Regions from separate parts of the Mus musculus genome. Here regions 1, 3 and 4 are each linked to region 2. Evidence: chromatin contacts called from public HiChIP or PLAC-seq and promoter capture Hi-C data. All regions are on one chromosome and are shown on one strand. The core of a region is the stretch at or near the end of the contact, and the rest is flanking DNA. Distances in the headings are between cores, read along the strand shown. Region 1 has its middle 19 kb from the start of Wnt8b. Region 2 holds the start of Scd4 (stearoyl-coenzyme A desaturase 4). Region 3 holds the start of Bloc1s2 (biogenesis of lysosomal organelles complex-1, subunit 2). Region 4 holds the start of Pkd2l1 (polycystic kidney disease 2-like 1).

Region 1 (3,842 bases), core at 448-2,947, 140 kb before region 2:
GCTCCTTGACCCAGGATAAAATAAAGATTGGAGTAAGAGTGAGACAGGAAAATCACCGAGAAAACTCTTGCACTGCACAGATCAGAAATAATAAGGATCTAGATTAGAATGGTGTAGCTGGAACTGCACAGGGAGTAATGGGTCGGCCCACAGAATGCCGTGGAACCAATGAGTGTTAGTCAGAGGGATGGAAGTATTCAAGGATGGATGCCAGAGATGCTGAGTCTGAATGCCAGGCGCCATCACAAGGAAGTAAGATGCGGAAAGAGAGCCGACTCAAGGATAAAAGAAGTAGGATAGATTGTTTCACAACTACACAGATATATAGCACTTAAAATGGCTAAGGTGATACAAAGGACATTGTGTTTTTTTATGAAGAAAAGAAAGACGCAGAAGTTGAGGAATTGTGTGGTAACATTGGGCTGTTCTGTTAGCAACTGCAGGCTGGAGGGAAGAAGGCCATAGTTGTGAGTTTTCCCGTATATTACAGGAACAAGTGCAGACCATTTGGCTTAAGTCCTGCTATGGAAAAGTGCCTAGTGACCCTGTGCGCTTGTCCAAGAGCCTTGAGTCTCCAGAGGTCGGACACTTCTTGGCTTTCTTTTCTTCATGGGATGTTGGTGCTGAGGCCAAGCAGCTGTCTTCAGAACAGGGCATAAAACCCCATGCGCATTGTGGGTTCACGGGAGTGGAGGGCATTGAAGAGAGCAGCATTGAAGAGATAGCAGTAAGGCTGTTCTCACTGCTGGGAAGAGCTGACACTTGCTAGACACCATGGGCAGCCTGGGTGCTCAGTAGAGACCAGGATCACATTTAAGGCTTACAGCAGCCTCGGAGGCAGGCAGGTGACTGTCTCCGTTTGCTGTCAGGAACAGGAAACATTAGGAGACATTTTAAATCATCCCACAGCGAGGAAAATGTTAATTCAGGACACAAACCCAGATCTGACTGATGCTGAGGACAGCCAGGTCCTGTCCTGTTTCCCTCCCTAGGACGCTCTCAGTACACTGAAGAAAGGGGACACTGCAGCTTGGTTCTTGGAATCCATGACAAGGTGGGTCACAGGGCCACTCACTAAATGGGCTTCAGGAAACTGAGCAGGCTGCCCTGGGCATGCAGATCCCTAGAGCATACAGCAGAATTCTGTTCATTGTTACTGAACTAAGAAAAGGGAGTTCACGGAGTCCCACAAGGGCCAAGCCCCTTAAGATTGCCTCTGCTCTCTTATTTCTTTGTAAACCACACAACAACAACATCTGGTGAGATCTGAGGGAATGGTGACCGAATGTCTCCCCACATTTAGGAGTCAGACTTTCCTGGGAAGCAATCTGGAAGTCTGTAAGAGATTTCCCTTGGCGATTGTGTTGGAAGCCAGGTTTGGGAACTTTTGGAAGCATCCCAAGAAAGGGGTGTTGAGAGTTGGGGTGGCTTTCCTCATGGAAAGGACCAGATGAGGAGGATTCTAAGGAAAGCCAGTGGACATAAATAGCCTGCCAGCTTCTTTCTGTGATCTCCCCCTTTTCCTACCTCCCTGTTTATGCCTTTTTATGCCTGGTTCCTGCAGTCATGAAGTTTTCCTGCCCCTTGCAGGGAGGACAGTAACACTCGGAACAGCAGCGCCGCACAGTGGAAAGGAACAAACACTACAGCGCCAAGCACGTCGCAGGATGGCACTTTAGTAGATCCAGAGGCTGCAGGTGCCCACGTGTCCTGCAGGGGGCAGCACGTCCCTACATGTCTACGTAGGGACTGTCTGGAGGTCATGGGTGCCTGAGGAGAACTCCATGGAAAGGACATGGGGTTGGAGATCTGTGTCTGAAACCTCAGTCATCCACGTTGTGAAACTAGAATAAACTGGAAGAGACTAAGTGCTGAGGCGGGAGCTAGCCTTGTCTTGAAGTTGAACTTAATTGACTGTCATGGTTGGTGTTCTGGGTGGCTTTCTAAATACAAGTCTGACAGACACTTCTTCGAGAGAATTCTTTTTTAATATGTACATGGGTCAGACATTACTTGACACATTAGGCTTCTCTTTTAGTGATATTTCAACACTGTGACAGGTAGGTTTGTGTTGGTAGGACAGTGTTGGGTCACAATAGTACTGGTTTTGTTGTTTTGTTGTTGTTGAGGGTATTTGTCTAAGGCTTATTATTGCCTTTATTGATTTGTATGTGTGTGAAGACACATTTGCTTATGAGTACCAAGTGCATGCATGTGCCCACAGAAGCCAGAATGCTCACATACCCTGGGACTAGAGTTACAGTTGTAGCTGCTTATGAGTGTGGGAACGGAACACCATTCGTCTTCAAGAGCAGTAATACACTTAACCATTGGGCCATCTCTCCAGCTCCAGTAAGGTTTCTCTCCTCTCCCCCTCTCCCTCCTTAATGTAGCTCTGGCGGTCCCAGGGACTTACTATGTAGACCAGGCTAGCCTTGAACTCTGAGACACACCTACCTCTGCTGGAATTAAAGGCAAGCACCACCACATCTGGTTTAATTACACATGTTTTAATTGGTCCCCACCTGGTAAAATTCTTTCCTCTCCCATTTTACATTTCTGATGGTTGCTCCTGGACACACTCTTATCAATGGCACGATTAGTGACTCAGCGAAATCAATACACCCAGAATGACTATATAATAGAGAATATATAAATGTCTACTCAACTACTTGGTTGGGTTTTTTTTAATTAATTAAAGACACTTCAATGCTGCATAGTATTTGTATATCTTTATACAGCACAACTGGTAATTTATGGCAGTTCAATGCATACAATGTATAATAATCAATCGGGATAGTAAACATTTCCTTCTCTTCAAACATGAGTTATCCTTTAAAGTTATTATTAAATTACTTTATTTACTCTGTGAGTGTGTGTGTGGGCAGTGTAATAGGCATGGCACATACGTAGAGATCAGAGGATAATGTGGGAGTTGGTTCTCTCCTTCCATTGTGTGTGACCTGAGGGTCAAATTCAGGTCACTGGTCATAAATAGCGAGTGCGACCACCCACTGAGCATCTGGCTGGCCCAAACGCTGGTTATTTTTATATGTTGGAAATGTTATCCTTGAGTCAATATGATTCCATCCTATAAAAGATTAACTTAATAGTTTCCGAGAACACTGTATTTGAACTTTTTGTGTCTGGCTTATTGCATCTGACACAATGACCTCCGGTTCCACCTGTGTTGCTGCAAGTCACAGGTCTTCATTCTTGTTTGTGGCTGACTAATACACCATTGCATACACCACATTTCAAACTCTACCCATCCTCTGAAAGGCGTGTGGGTGATTTCACACTTTTATCATTGTGAACAGCGCCGTAATCACCATGGGAGCACAAGTGTCTTTTGGGGGTAACAATGCCACCATCTTTGAACTTATACCAGTTGTGGGGTCACTGATGCCTATGGCTTCTATATTCAGTTTTGTGAGAAATTTCTAGATTGTTTTTATGACTGTTAGAGTTACTGTTCCCTTTAACAACTGTCTTATTGGTTTTTTTGAAGGGGAAGGTTTGTTTTGTTGTGTTGTCTCTTTGATAACAGCCATCCTAACTGGGTGAGGGGAAAGTTCACTGGTTTTTAAGATTTATTTTTATTATTTTTTTAGGTATGTGTATTTATTTCACCTATGTGCATGCATATGTGTTTGTGTATGCTCTCTGTTCCCCCATCCCTCTCTCTCTCTCTCTCTCTCTCTCTCTCTCTCTCTCTCTCTGCGTGTGTGTGTGTGTGTGTGTGTGTGTGTGTGTGTGTGTGTTGTAGGCATTTGCAGAGGCTAGACTGGGAGAGGGGTATCAGATACCCTGCCTGGCGCTAGTTACAGGGAGTTGTAAAC
Region 2 (3,642 bases), core at 533-3,032:
CTGAGCTAGGGAAGAGACACAGTGGCAACCTTCTTTCTTGTTACAACAGTCTGAAGGCCAGGGTTTCTCAGTCTCTGAGCCTGGCTATTTTGGGCAAGGGGAGGTGGAGGTAGAGAGGAAAGAGCAGAAGGTTCTGGGCCCTTTGTCCTACATGGTATCCAGAGACAAGAGCAGGAACTGGCTGGCCAGGGAATGAATGGAATGTCACCCAATTCTGAAACCCCCCTCCCCCTCTATTTTTGTCATTTTAAGAACATCTTGCTAACTGACAGGACGGACCTGGAGCAGCAGAACTCTACACCAGTGTACTTGGACCGTGTGGGAACCTGCCTCATCTTTCTCTGGGGCAAACAAGCCTGTCCTGGTCAGAATCACATACAAATATTTTTTGTTGGTAATCCCATTTTATTCCTTCTTCTCCAGCGATCCCCTCTGGATAGTCTTACTTTACTCTGTCTCCCGACTAAGCAAATACCCCCTCATTAAGCCCCCATGCCTCTCAGCAAGGGCTCTAGTTTTCCTGTGGCAGGCAATGCTAAGTCAGAAAGCTTTTTGGACGGAAAAGCTCTTTAGGAGACTGTCAATCCTTTGTCATACAGTTATCCCTCCACCTTTTATAGACTTTAGCATCCAAGCTAAAGAACCCCCCAGATCTGACACTCTTGTACCCCAATCCCACGAGGCTCTGTTCCCCGTCTAGTTATCAGTATCTCAGAAAGTGGAGAGAAAACTTGAAAAATCTGGACAGAGAGCGGCTACTTTTCAGAATCAGAGTCTACCTTATTAAAGAGTTGGGGGCGGGGGAGACATGGGGTGCTGGCCCAGGGCGGAGGGTTTGGAGATTACCCAAGAGCCAGGTGTAGACCTTGCAGGAGGGAACCAGTGTGATCCCGTACAGGGCTCCCACGTGCAGCAGGGCCATGAAGATGATGTTCCTCCAGACGTACTCCAGCTTGGGCGGGGGTCCCTCCTCATCCTGGTAGCTGGGGTCATACAGATCATCTTTTATTTCAGGCCGGATATCTTCTGCCTGGAGGGGCATCTTCTCTTCTCCATCCTGCTGTCTCCGGGAGTGGGGTTCCATGATGTTGGTAGTGCTACACCTGCTGGAGATCTTCAACGGGAGGAAGTGAAAGTCAAAAGCAGATACATAGGACAGCAAGGGGGGGGTCCTCCTGTAATACAGCCAAGGCAGTAGAGGCAGAAACCCCAGTGCCCTGATCATAGGAAGACAGAGTACAGATGTGCTAGATGAAGCAGAGAAAACTTCCCAGAAACTACCTAGAATGTGTTGACAATCAAACCTCACAGTGAAGGGGCAGGGACGGGGATCAAACATTCATACCTCAAGCAACATACAAAGGAAAATGCATGTGCATGCAGAAAGGTATTGGCTGGACGGGAGCTTTCTTTCCTTTAAAGTCAACTGGCAACATGACTGCCACATCCCTCACTTGAAGGTCATACAAATCTAATAAGATATCTGAGATGTCTCTGTAGCTCTCAGCTCTGGCCTCTCTCCAGTCAGCACAGTCCCACCTGGTACCAAAGATCCTGTGCTAGAGGGAGGGGGTCATTGATGAAAAGCTGACCTCTTGTGGCAAGTGGGCCGTCATCTTGCTCCTTGGAAGCCTAGATCCTCTTGTGAAGGCAGAGAGAGCAAGGTCCAGGTCTGCAGCGACTGAGGATCGGTGAAGCGTTGAGTCCAGAGCCCACTGTGCGCTGTGTGTACTGCGTTGATGCCCGGCTAACTGTGCAGGTGTCACCAGTCAGTTCTGCTGTGTGTTGTTGTTTCCAGGCACAGGATTTAAAGGGTATGTAGAGCTGGCACTTGGTGACTGTGTCTGGTATTTGTTCAGATGTGCTTCATGACTGCCAACAAGGGATAAAGAATTCAGAGCTGGCTAGTCAAGGCAGCCCCATGAGGAGATAAAGACTGAAGGCGAGAGAGGGGAGGACAGCCAGCAAAGCCCACATTCACCTAAGGCAAGGCTATGGGATGCTGCACACACTAAGAGAGAGCCACCTTTGTCCCCATTCCTAGACAGATGGAGTATTCTCAGCACTCTGGCAAGCTCTGAGCAGAGGAATTTGTTACTCTCTTGTCTTCCTGGCTCTGGCATCCAGAAATCTGCTATCTCGCTGGCAGACAGCCCTCTGTGCCAACCTCCTCGGTTTCATCTCTGTGGACCCTGGGTCTCTGCCAGCATCATGACTGGAGGAATCTGGGGTCCAGTTCTCAAGCTTCATAGAGGGTAGAAAATGTCCACAAAGTGGGAAAAGAGTGAATCTGGGGGGTGAGAGTCAAGTTCAAGCCCAGGACTAACACAGGTGCTTGGCAAATGTGTCACACTGGGGCAGTTGCACAGTGGGGACAGCTCATCAGTGTCCACCACAATTCCACCTTCTCTTTCCACTCATCAGGTGTGGTGGGGGTAAGGGGGGGTGGACTGGCCTCCACCCCCAGATCTCGAGACAAGAGCAGGTGCATAGCCCGCCTTCTTACTTAGCATCTCAAGCCAGTGGCGGCTCTTCCCCACCCACCTGCCCAGGATGTTCAGCAGAATCGCAGAATGCTCTGACCAGCTCACACACACAGTCACACGCACAGGGCTGAGTGTCTGAGCCCACGCTCAGTCATAGGACTCGTTTCACAGGGGATAACCACCTCCAGACATTAGCATTTAATTACTTCCCTATGTTCCTGCCCCCGGAACATCTGCTGCAGGCAGGGAGGTCTGAAGATTCTCCCATCAGGTTGGGAATTGGGAGTCTTCTATAAGGAAAAAGTGGGAACCTCAGACAGGCGTTTACAGGCAGCAGAGGTGCAAAGGTTTGCCTGTGAAATAAGAAGACTGAGCTGGTATGGAATGACTTTAAAAAAAAAAAAAAAAAGCTAATACTAACTTTTTAAAAAGTCTCCCCGTGACCCATGACCTGTGGTTTTTAAGGAGAAGGAAGTTGAGATATAGAGAGCTCAGATAATTTGTCTGTGGTCCCAGGAGCCAGTGACTCACAGAGCTAGAAACTGATCATAGTAGGCAAGATGCCAGAGCCCAGGCTCAAACCCTGCTCGGAAAGCGATGCTGGCCTAGAGTCCCAAGACAAAATGACTTCACAGGCCGTCTTCAGTAGATTCACAGCAGGATGAGGAAGCTCAAACTGCAGGGATTTGCATTCACTAGGGTCTCCTGAGATAGACATCTCCCCTGTACACTTCCCCCCCACACACACACAAAGGAGACTATATGAGGGCAAGCATGACCAACTTGTCCCTCTGTGAAAGCTTCCTTGGCCTCTCCATCCTCTTCCCCTCTTATCAAACAGCGAGGGACCCCACAGTCCTTTTGGCTCCCCACATACTTTGCTTTGCTTTGACCCCACAATTTTATTTTAACAGCCATATTGAGACTTGTTTGCACTGGGCATGGTGGTGTACATTTTTCATCCCAGCACTTGGGAGGCAGAGGCAGGTGGATCTCTATGAGTTTGAGGCCAGCCTGGTCTACCAAGCAAGTTCCAGGACAGCCAGGACTATAGACAGAAACCTTGTCTGGAAAAACAAACCAAAAACCAAAAAACCAAAAAAACCAAAAAAACCAAAAAACCAAAAAACCAAAAAACCAAAAAACCAAAAAACCA
Region 3 (3,531 bases), core at 616-3,115, 190 kb after region 2:
GTTTTTGTGTGTAGCTGGGCAGCATGCTTAGACTTGTCCCTTGGTGTTTCTTTATGGAGTTGCACAGCTCTGTGAAGTAGCATTTCCTACCAGGCCCCTCTCTTCCTGGGCACTTACTTCTGCCAGAGTTGATTGACATCAACAACAAACAAGAAAAAGGAGCAGATGGGAATGACTCTCCGGAAGACCTCAGACAACCACGATTAGTTAACAGGTAGAAGTCCAAAGAGTGGGCGATGGATGTCTTCCTACGTTCCAGTAACTCTTACCCTTTGTGTGCATCACGATATCTGCCACTGGCAGGCATGGTTGTGTGTAGGAGGCCTTCCCTTTCTTTCCTCATGGGGTTTCCCTGTAAAAGAGAAAAGGAAGCTGTAGTGGAAAGAAGATTTTTGTGTGGTGAGATTCCAACAGAGGAGTTAAGAGTGACCCCCTCCAAAGGTGAAGTCAGTGAATTCTGGAGGAGCCTGCCTTCTGGTTCTTATGTTCCAGCGACTAGCTGGAACTGAGGGGACTTCAAACCTGGAATCAAACAAAACCTGAAGGAATCAAGCCAGAAAGGCTATCAGGATTCATTGATCTTTTGGACTAATATGTGGTGGTCTCTGGCTCTCTTCGTCATAGGACAATGTGAGGTTCCAAGGTGATTAGCAATAAAATTCTTTAGAAAACCACGTCTTTGCATTTCCTTCTGGGGCTATTGAGAGAAGAGAGAAGGATAAGAGTGTAAGACATTGTTGTACACTCTCTGGAATGTACTGGGGGCCATGTCAATCTCAGGGAGGTTGCTTCTCCCAGCAATCTTGAAATAAGAAGCCTTGGTTCATAGGAATGTTTGAAACGGCGGGTACTTTGATTATCCTATAGAAAGGAGTGGAGAGAAGGAGAATCAGTCTAGGGAGAATCAGTCTTCAGAGAGGAGATTAGAGGATAACCAAGACTAAGTTAAACTTAGTCAAAAACTCTACACTTAAGATTTTGGATGCTCAGGAGCCTGCATCCTGAAAACCCTTACACACCTCTTTCCCCCTCTCCAGTGACTCTCATTCCCTCACACTGAGCCTTCTATTCATCCCTGTCACCCCCACCTGTTCTCACCACCCCCCTCCCCCAAGCATTCCGTAAACCCGCTAGACGCGTGCAACAACTAAGTATAATCAAGATAACCTATGTGTCAGTGACGTCGGAAGTTTCCTTCAAGAGAGGTCCTTTCAACTAAACATTAGGGGCTAGCTTGCACTTCAAGAGATGTGAGTCAGAGAGTTGATACTAGTCCAAGGCCTATGGGAAAGGTAAGGGAGATTCCATCAAGAATCAAGGCCAAAGCCGGGCGGTGGTGGCACATGCCTTTAATCCCTGATTTCTGAGTTTGAGGCCAGCCTGGTCTACAAAGTGAGTTCCAAGACAGCCAGGGCTACACAGAAAAATCCTGTCTCGAAAAACCAAAAAAAAAAAAAAAGAAGATTCAAGGCCGAAATCTTGTGGGAGACACCCTGTAAAAGCGAATCCCTGAACAATTCTTTGATGAACAAAACATGTCAGGGTGCTGGTGTCTGGGGAGGAGGCCACCTCTCTCCAATAACTTTAGCTGACATGTTATGATGGGTCCACAACCCAAGACAGGCCGTGGCTGGCACAAGTGACCGTTCTAGAGTGTGGCTGCAGGGACGAACGCATTGCCAACCAGGTACTGTGATCTCAGTAACGGGCTAATTCGCAATAGCCTTAGCTTCAGTTTCAGCTTCATGCTTGGACTTTGATAAAAGGTCCTTATTTGAGGTGTGACTTGGGCAAGCCGATCAAAGCAAGGAAGCTGTGAGCAAGCGGCGGGGCGGGGCACCCGCGGGGCGCACGCGCAGATGCCCTTAGAACCGGAAGCAGCCTTGGGTCGGGCATGGCGGCGGCTGCGGAGGGCGTCCCGGCGACGCGACGGGAGGAGCAGCCACCTCGAGGTACTACCCTGTGTGGATGGAGATGCGGCGGCTGATGGTGGGGAGGCTAGGTCCGGATGCAGGAGCCGGTGGACCTGTCTACCGCAGTCAGGGCACTGAGACGAAAGCCTAGCTCCTGAGCATGGGAACGGAGTTGGCGTTTCAGGTGGGCGGGTGCGAGGAGAAGGGACGGGATGGTGGCAGGAGGAGAACGAAGGCGGCGGGAGCCCAAGTCGGGAGGGACTTAGGAACCGTCCGCTTTGGCTGGATTAGGTCTGGGGATAGGACGTTTACTCCTCACCTCCCACCCACACCTTGCCAGATGATGCTGCGGTGGAGACAGCCGAGGAAGCAAAGGAGCCTGCCGAAGCTGACATCAATGAGCTCTGCCGGGACATGTTCTCCAAAATGGCCACATATTTGACTGGGGAACTGACAGGTGATACGCAACCCCTTCTGGCTGATCCCAGCTGTGTATTTGCATTTGACTTCACGGAAATCTGAATGGTGCTTTAGCAGCCTCTGGTCAGTCCATGGTTGAATGGGAGGAAAGGAGCCGCTCTCCCCCTTGTCTTTCCCCAGGGAAGCACACCAACCACTTTTGAAACACAAATCTGCAGGCCTCTTGTCATAAAGGCCAACAACAAGAATTCCACACTGTTAGTCCAGAAGTGCCCCGCCGGGGGAGAAGTATATTTTAAGCAGAGTTGTGAAGGAAATGGAAGGGGGGGGGTACGTGAAACAGTCCAGTTAGTAAAAGAGCTGGAGTAAGCAAGCATTTGATGAAACCTGAAGGTTAGTCTGAAGATTTGCTGACCCACCCGTGGGACACGGTTAGATTTTAGTTCAGTGTCCCTGCGTCTGCATCTGTGTCTGTGTCTGAGGCAGAGTCAGAAAGCAGAGGCTGGACCTTCTGGGGTGACATAAGAACTTATACTGTTTCACTGCTCTGTGAAAAAATTACTCTCTCTCTCTCTCTCTCTCTCTCTCTGTGTGTGTGTGTGTGTGTGGCTTAGAACGACTTTCGAGAGTTGGTCCTCTTCTTAGACCACGTAGGTCACGAGGACCACGCTCTGATCTTCAGGCTTGGTAGCAAGGGCCCTCTCACAGGCCCCACCCCAGGAAATTTTTCTGTGAGCCCAATTTGTGAACCAGGATCTATGAGGAAAGGTTTAGTAGAGAAGTTGGGGGGTTGTAAGTCGCAGATTTTCTCTGCCTGATCGTTCACTTATTTTTGAGCAAGAGAGACCAAGTAACAAAAATCCAGATATATGGGTTCTCCCCACAAATTCTGAAGTCTATCGTAACTTACTTAGTAGGGCTCTACTTGACCAGGGTTTTGCAGCCTTTTAAGAAGACTGGATAATCTGGTTTGTGTCACCACTGGCTGGTCCTTTAGTGTGATCTTGTGGCCTTTGCTGGTTAGCACTGTTCTTGTTCTCTTGTTTTTTTTTCCATTTGCTGTAGTTTAGAGATGGAGTTGTCTGACCCAGTGCCTCAGAACTAGTAGGGAGTGCTGGGCTGAGAGGGCGCACACTCCTCCGCACACTCCTCCGAAGAGGGAATGATGGTTTCCTTGTGTGTTTATTATATAAACACT
Region 4 (3,741 bases), core at 36-2,535, 140 kb after region 2:
CCAAGAAATTCATGTCACAGGTTCAGGGAGCATGACCTTTCTTCCCTGTCTTAGGATTTAGGAAACATGGCTTAATCAGGGGGTGGAGCTTAAACCAGGTTAAGTTCTTCCTCTGGGAGTACTTGAGGCTGGAGATCTCCTCCAGGCTGCTATGCTTTGCTGAACTTGAAGGCAGACTTGAAGCCAATGTGGCTAAAGTAACTGTAGGCAAAGATCCTTGGTTAGAAGAGTCCCCTGCAGCACCTTGGATGAACAACTACCAACATTTCAGCAGGAGCACTATTCTGGGCCACAGCTCTTGCTTACAGGGAAACCTGGGCAAATGAGCAAAGGCCAGAGCTGGGCACAAGCAGTACTGTGACCAGAGGTCCACGCCAAGTCTCCATTCAGGAAAGCGAGCAAGACGGGATGCTGCTGGTCCCAAGAGCTCTCGGACTCAGTTTATGCTGAAGCTTACAGTTCTAGTGCTAAGTCACGTCCCAGGAAAAGATTGACCAGATCATCTGGTACAGACAGATGTCACCTCACCCTTGCCCTAGGCCCCGAGTTATGCCTTCCCTACCCAGCCCCACATGCTCAAGAGGTCCATCTCTAAGGGTGTGTGTCACCATTAAGCCATGAAGCCAAACGTCAGGGAAAGAAAGCCAGCCTGGAACTCTGCATTCCTTTTCTTGTCACCAGCAGAGACCCTATCTCTTAAGATCTGACAGCCTGATTGCCTTCACCTGTGTCTTTCACTGACCTCTAAGGGAAGGGCACACTGGGAGCCTCCTTCTCCAGTCACCAGGGGACAGCTGAAGGAGGCACACTGAAGGGCCTGGGAGACTACTGATAGAGCTGTCAAGGAACACATCCCTGGGCTTGGTCCTCACCCTAATCCATGGTAGTCCCTTTAAGCCTTTTTTTTTTTTAAGTGGTATCAGCTCACACCCACCACAGAGCTCTGCAACCCTTTCTTCTCCTAGCTTCTCTACTGCTCCCTCCCTCCTCCCCCGTTGTCCCTGCCCTTTGACCAACTCAACAGTTGGAGATTTGAACATCCTACTCCGGGTTCTATCTGGCCCTAGCACACCCCCCTGCTCCCCTCCCCCATCCTTCTAGTCTGTCTGCATAACATCCTCACACCCCTTTCTTTTCTCAATTCCAGTTCCCCTTATAGTTCCATTCCTTTTGTGTCAGAGAGAGAGAGAGAGAGAGAGAGAGAGAGAGAGAGAGAGAGAAAAGAGAGAGAGAGAGCTCATTGAAGGATTGATGACCATCTGCATCCTTCCTGCTCCCTCTCCTATGTGAGCTCAGCTCCCCCACCCAGACAGGAGGCCGAGGTTGAAAGGATCAGCTGCTCTTAGACAATACTGCCTGGGCTCTCTGCTACCAGTGTCAGTCTGGGTCTTTGTCCCTGTGTCTCCTGTGAGAGTGGGCACCTGTGGTGGCAGGTTTCTACCTCCTGTCCCCATGAATAGTATGGAAAGCCCCAAGAATCAGGAGCTACAAACCCTGGGGAACAGAGCCTGGGACAATCCTGCCTACAGCGACCCTCCTTCCCCGAACAGGACGCTGAGGATCTGCACTGTCTCCAGTGTGGCTCTCCCTGAGACTCAACCCAAAAAGCCAGAAGTCAGATGCCAGGAGAAGACACAGAGAACCCTGGTGTCCAGCTGCTGTCTCCATATCTGTCGGAGCATCAGAGGTACGGGGCACAAGGAGAGGTTTTCCTGGAGAGTTAGAGTCAGAGAAGGGACGACCTTAGGTTTGAGAGGGGGACAAAAGTGACCCAAAGAAGAAACCTTGGTGTCTTTGATTAGCTGGTGTTAGGATTGCTTGCCCCAGGACAGACGCCTGGCTCCTGGTCTGCCAGAAAGCTCACTTAGCACAGTCATTACCTTGGAATCCAGGAGTTGTGGGAGAGCGTGGTTCATGGAACACTGAAGTGAGGAGGCTCTAGACCACCCCACCTGAAACAGATGCCTGCCCTGTTCACAGCCTCACTCTGACCCAGTAACCTCACCCTGTCTCTCACAGAGACTTTGTAGGAGGGCAGGCAGGCAGGCAGGGAGGCAGGGGTGTGGGTGTCAGGTCCCGGGGGTTACAGGATGGGTGAGGAAGGACCAGTGGAGATGGGGTAGGGACAGGGAGGGCTGGATAACTAAAATGATGTGCTGTTGGGGACTCAGAGCTTCTTTCTACGCCCGTAGGACTGTGGGGGACAACGCTGACTGAGAACACAGCCGAGAACAGGGAGCTTTATGTCAAGACCACCCTGAGGGAGCTTGTGGTATACATAGTGTTCCTCGTGGACATCTGTCTGTGTGAGTAGCCGCTGCCTGTGACCATCTGCCTGTAAGAGGCACGAGTGTGTAAAATGTCTGTACCTCCCAGGCAGTATTCATCTGTGTTAGGCAAGCGGATCCTGGGAATTTTGTGTAAATACCAATAAGCAACTCCTATGGCTTCTCACACTGAGTTCAATGGAGGAATCCCAGTGGGTGGAAATATTGTTAATAAAAGGAGATTCGTCTGAGATTACTAGGTAACCTGATTTTCACATCCAAGTGCCTACTACTGAGCCAGCAGCCACCGTATTGTGTTGACCGGTGGAAATGTTGAACCCTTTGTAAAGGGTAGAGGGTCCCCTCTTTTATTTAGTGGGTTTTGTGTGATTGGTTACTGTGTAACACATGATCCGTGTTTCTTAGGGCCAGAAAGAAAATGATTCAGGCTTCGGAGAGTTTCTGAGAAGAGGGTTTGGGGTTCAATAGTGTGGGACACTATCTGGGGAGCTTTGATGTCCAGGTTCAGAGATGTAGCAATACCACAGTGTAGGCTGTGAGCAAGCTGGAGCACACAGATGCTACTCGGCCTGTAGGTGAGGGGACCTATGCTGTGCGTATTCAGCTAAGAGTTATAGAGCAACTGGTGTTTCTGACCAGAGTTGAAGCTTGCACACACACACACCCCCACCCCCCACCGCAGCATCCTGTCTTCCCAGGCTTTCTGCTTCTTTTTGTTTTTTGTTTTTCGAGACAGGGTTTCTCTGTATAGCCCTGGCTGTTCTGGAACTCACTTTGTAGACCAGGCTGGCCTCCAACTCAGAAATCCATCTGCCTCTGCCTCCCGAGTGCTGGGATTAAAGGTGTGCACCACCACACCCGGCTGGCTTTCTGCTTCTTAGGATGCGCAAATCACTGGCAAGTGAGGGTGAAGGTCTAATAAGAGAGGTGTGACTGGAAGCTTCATCTGGTCCTGCCATAGCTGTGCATTCCTCTGGTGGCTGGTGAGGTGCACTTGCTGGGCCTAGCCTGTGCTTCTTGGAGTCTTTCCCTCCTAAAGCGAGCAGTGAAACCTGAGGCAGAGGTGATCGGACAAAAGCTCTTGGAGCACATGACTACCAGAGAGACTGGTTTGTCGATTTTCTGTGGTCACCAGCTGTCAGGGCAGAACACTCCTCCAATCCTGACACCCTGTCACAACAGCCAAAGCTCAGAAACAAAGCCTTTCTGTGCAAGTAGCTGCCATTCAGCTACCTAAGCTTTGAAGCAGGGTTAGCAGTTTTCCAACTCTCCAGAGTTGGTCACTGTTGTCCATTCTGGACTCCTGGTATGGGGAGAGTGTGTGGAAGCTTGAACCTTGGCTGCCTGGTATTTGTAATTCTTGTGGGCTCACTGCTCTGATCAGGGCTGGGACTGGCTTGAGTTTGCATCCTGGTCCAGGATCACTGACTATCAGAGACTCCTAGAGGATGAT

Evidence for each region. Promoter capture Hi-C pulls out the DNA fragments that hold promoters and counts their contacts. HiChIP or PLAC-seq counts read pairs in DNA pulled down with a chosen protein or histone mark.
Region 1: a promoter capture Hi-C map of the C10 cell line shows a contact between it and region 2, with 2.8 times the contacts expected there. The contact joins the enhancer-like site here to the promoter of Scd4 in region 2. A contact is called at or near these places in 7 of 39 promoter capture datasets (the C10 cell line, embryonic stem cells, hematopoietic stem and progenitor cells and 3 more), 1 of 15 datasets of contacts at CTCF or cohesin (the NIH/3T3 cell line), 2 of 115 datasets of contacts at active chromatin or transcription factors (embryonic stem cells and kidney) and 1 of 9 other capture datasets (liver).
Region 3: an H3K4me3 HiChIP or PLAC-seq map of bone marrow-derived macrophages shows a contact between it and region 2, with 3 times the contacts expected there. The contact joins the promoter of Bloc1s2 here to the promoter of Scd4 in region 2. A contact is called at or near these places in 9 of 39 promoter capture datasets (the C10 cell line, the HPC-7 cell line, HPC-7-derived erythroid cells and 7 more), 1 of 484 Hi-C or Micro-C datasets (cumulus cells), 5 of 115 datasets of contacts at active chromatin or transcription factors (bone marrow-derived macrophages, embryonic stem cells, fetal liver and 2 more) and 2 of 9 other capture datasets (liver and pancreatic islet).
Region 4: a promoter capture Hi-C map of embryonic stem cells shows a contact between it and region 2, with 2.0 times the contacts expected there. The contact joins the promoter of Pkd2l1 here to the promoter of Scd4 in region 2. A contact is called at or near these places in 24 of 39 promoter capture datasets (the 3T3-L1 cell line, the C10 cell line, the HPC-7 cell line and 15 more), 1 of 15 datasets of contacts at CTCF or cohesin (pro-B cells), 3 of 484 Hi-C or Micro-C datasets (the CH12 cell line, Th2 cells and embryonic stem cells), 1 of 115 datasets of contacts at active chromatin or transcription factors (embryonic stem cells) and 4 of 9 other capture datasets (adipose tissue, liver, macrophages and 1 more).

What each region holds. Positions count from the first base shown.
Region 1 is chr19:44,472,191-44,476,032 of GRCm38.p6, reverse strand. No RefSeq gene overlaps it. Among named protein-coding and RNA genes, the nearest start is that of Wnt8b, 19 kb to the left of the region's middle. Within about 2 kb of position 1,697, at least 25 of the 459 cell types and tissues checked have an H3K27ac peak or open chromatin away from gene starts, as enhancers often do.
Region 2 is chr19:44,331,466-44,335,107 of GRCm38.p6, reverse strand. It overlaps Scd4 (stearoyl-coenzyme A desaturase 4), which reads right to left and starts at 1,782. Exons shown (of 6, transcript NM_183216.3): 1 at 1,593-1,782; 2 at 847-1,114. The coding sequence starts at 1,616.
Region 3 is chr19:44,144,780-44,148,310 of GRCm38.p6, reverse strand. Bloc1s2 (biogenesis of lysosomal organelles complex-1, subunit 2) reads left to right here and starts at 1,865. Exons shown (of 5, transcript NM_028607.1): 1 at 1,865-1,952; 2 at 2,254-2,370. The coding sequence starts at 1,895. It overlaps Pkd2l1 (polycystic kidney disease 2-like 1), which reads left to right. Exons shown (of 15, transcript NM_181422.3): 15 at 1-674.
Region 4 is chr19:44,189,986-44,193,726 of GRCm38.p6, reverse strand. Pkd2l1 (polycystic kidney disease 2-like 1) reads left to right here and starts at 1,285. Exons shown (of 15, transcript NM_181422.3): 1 at 1,285-1,687; 2 at 2,193-2,306. The coding sequence starts at 1,453.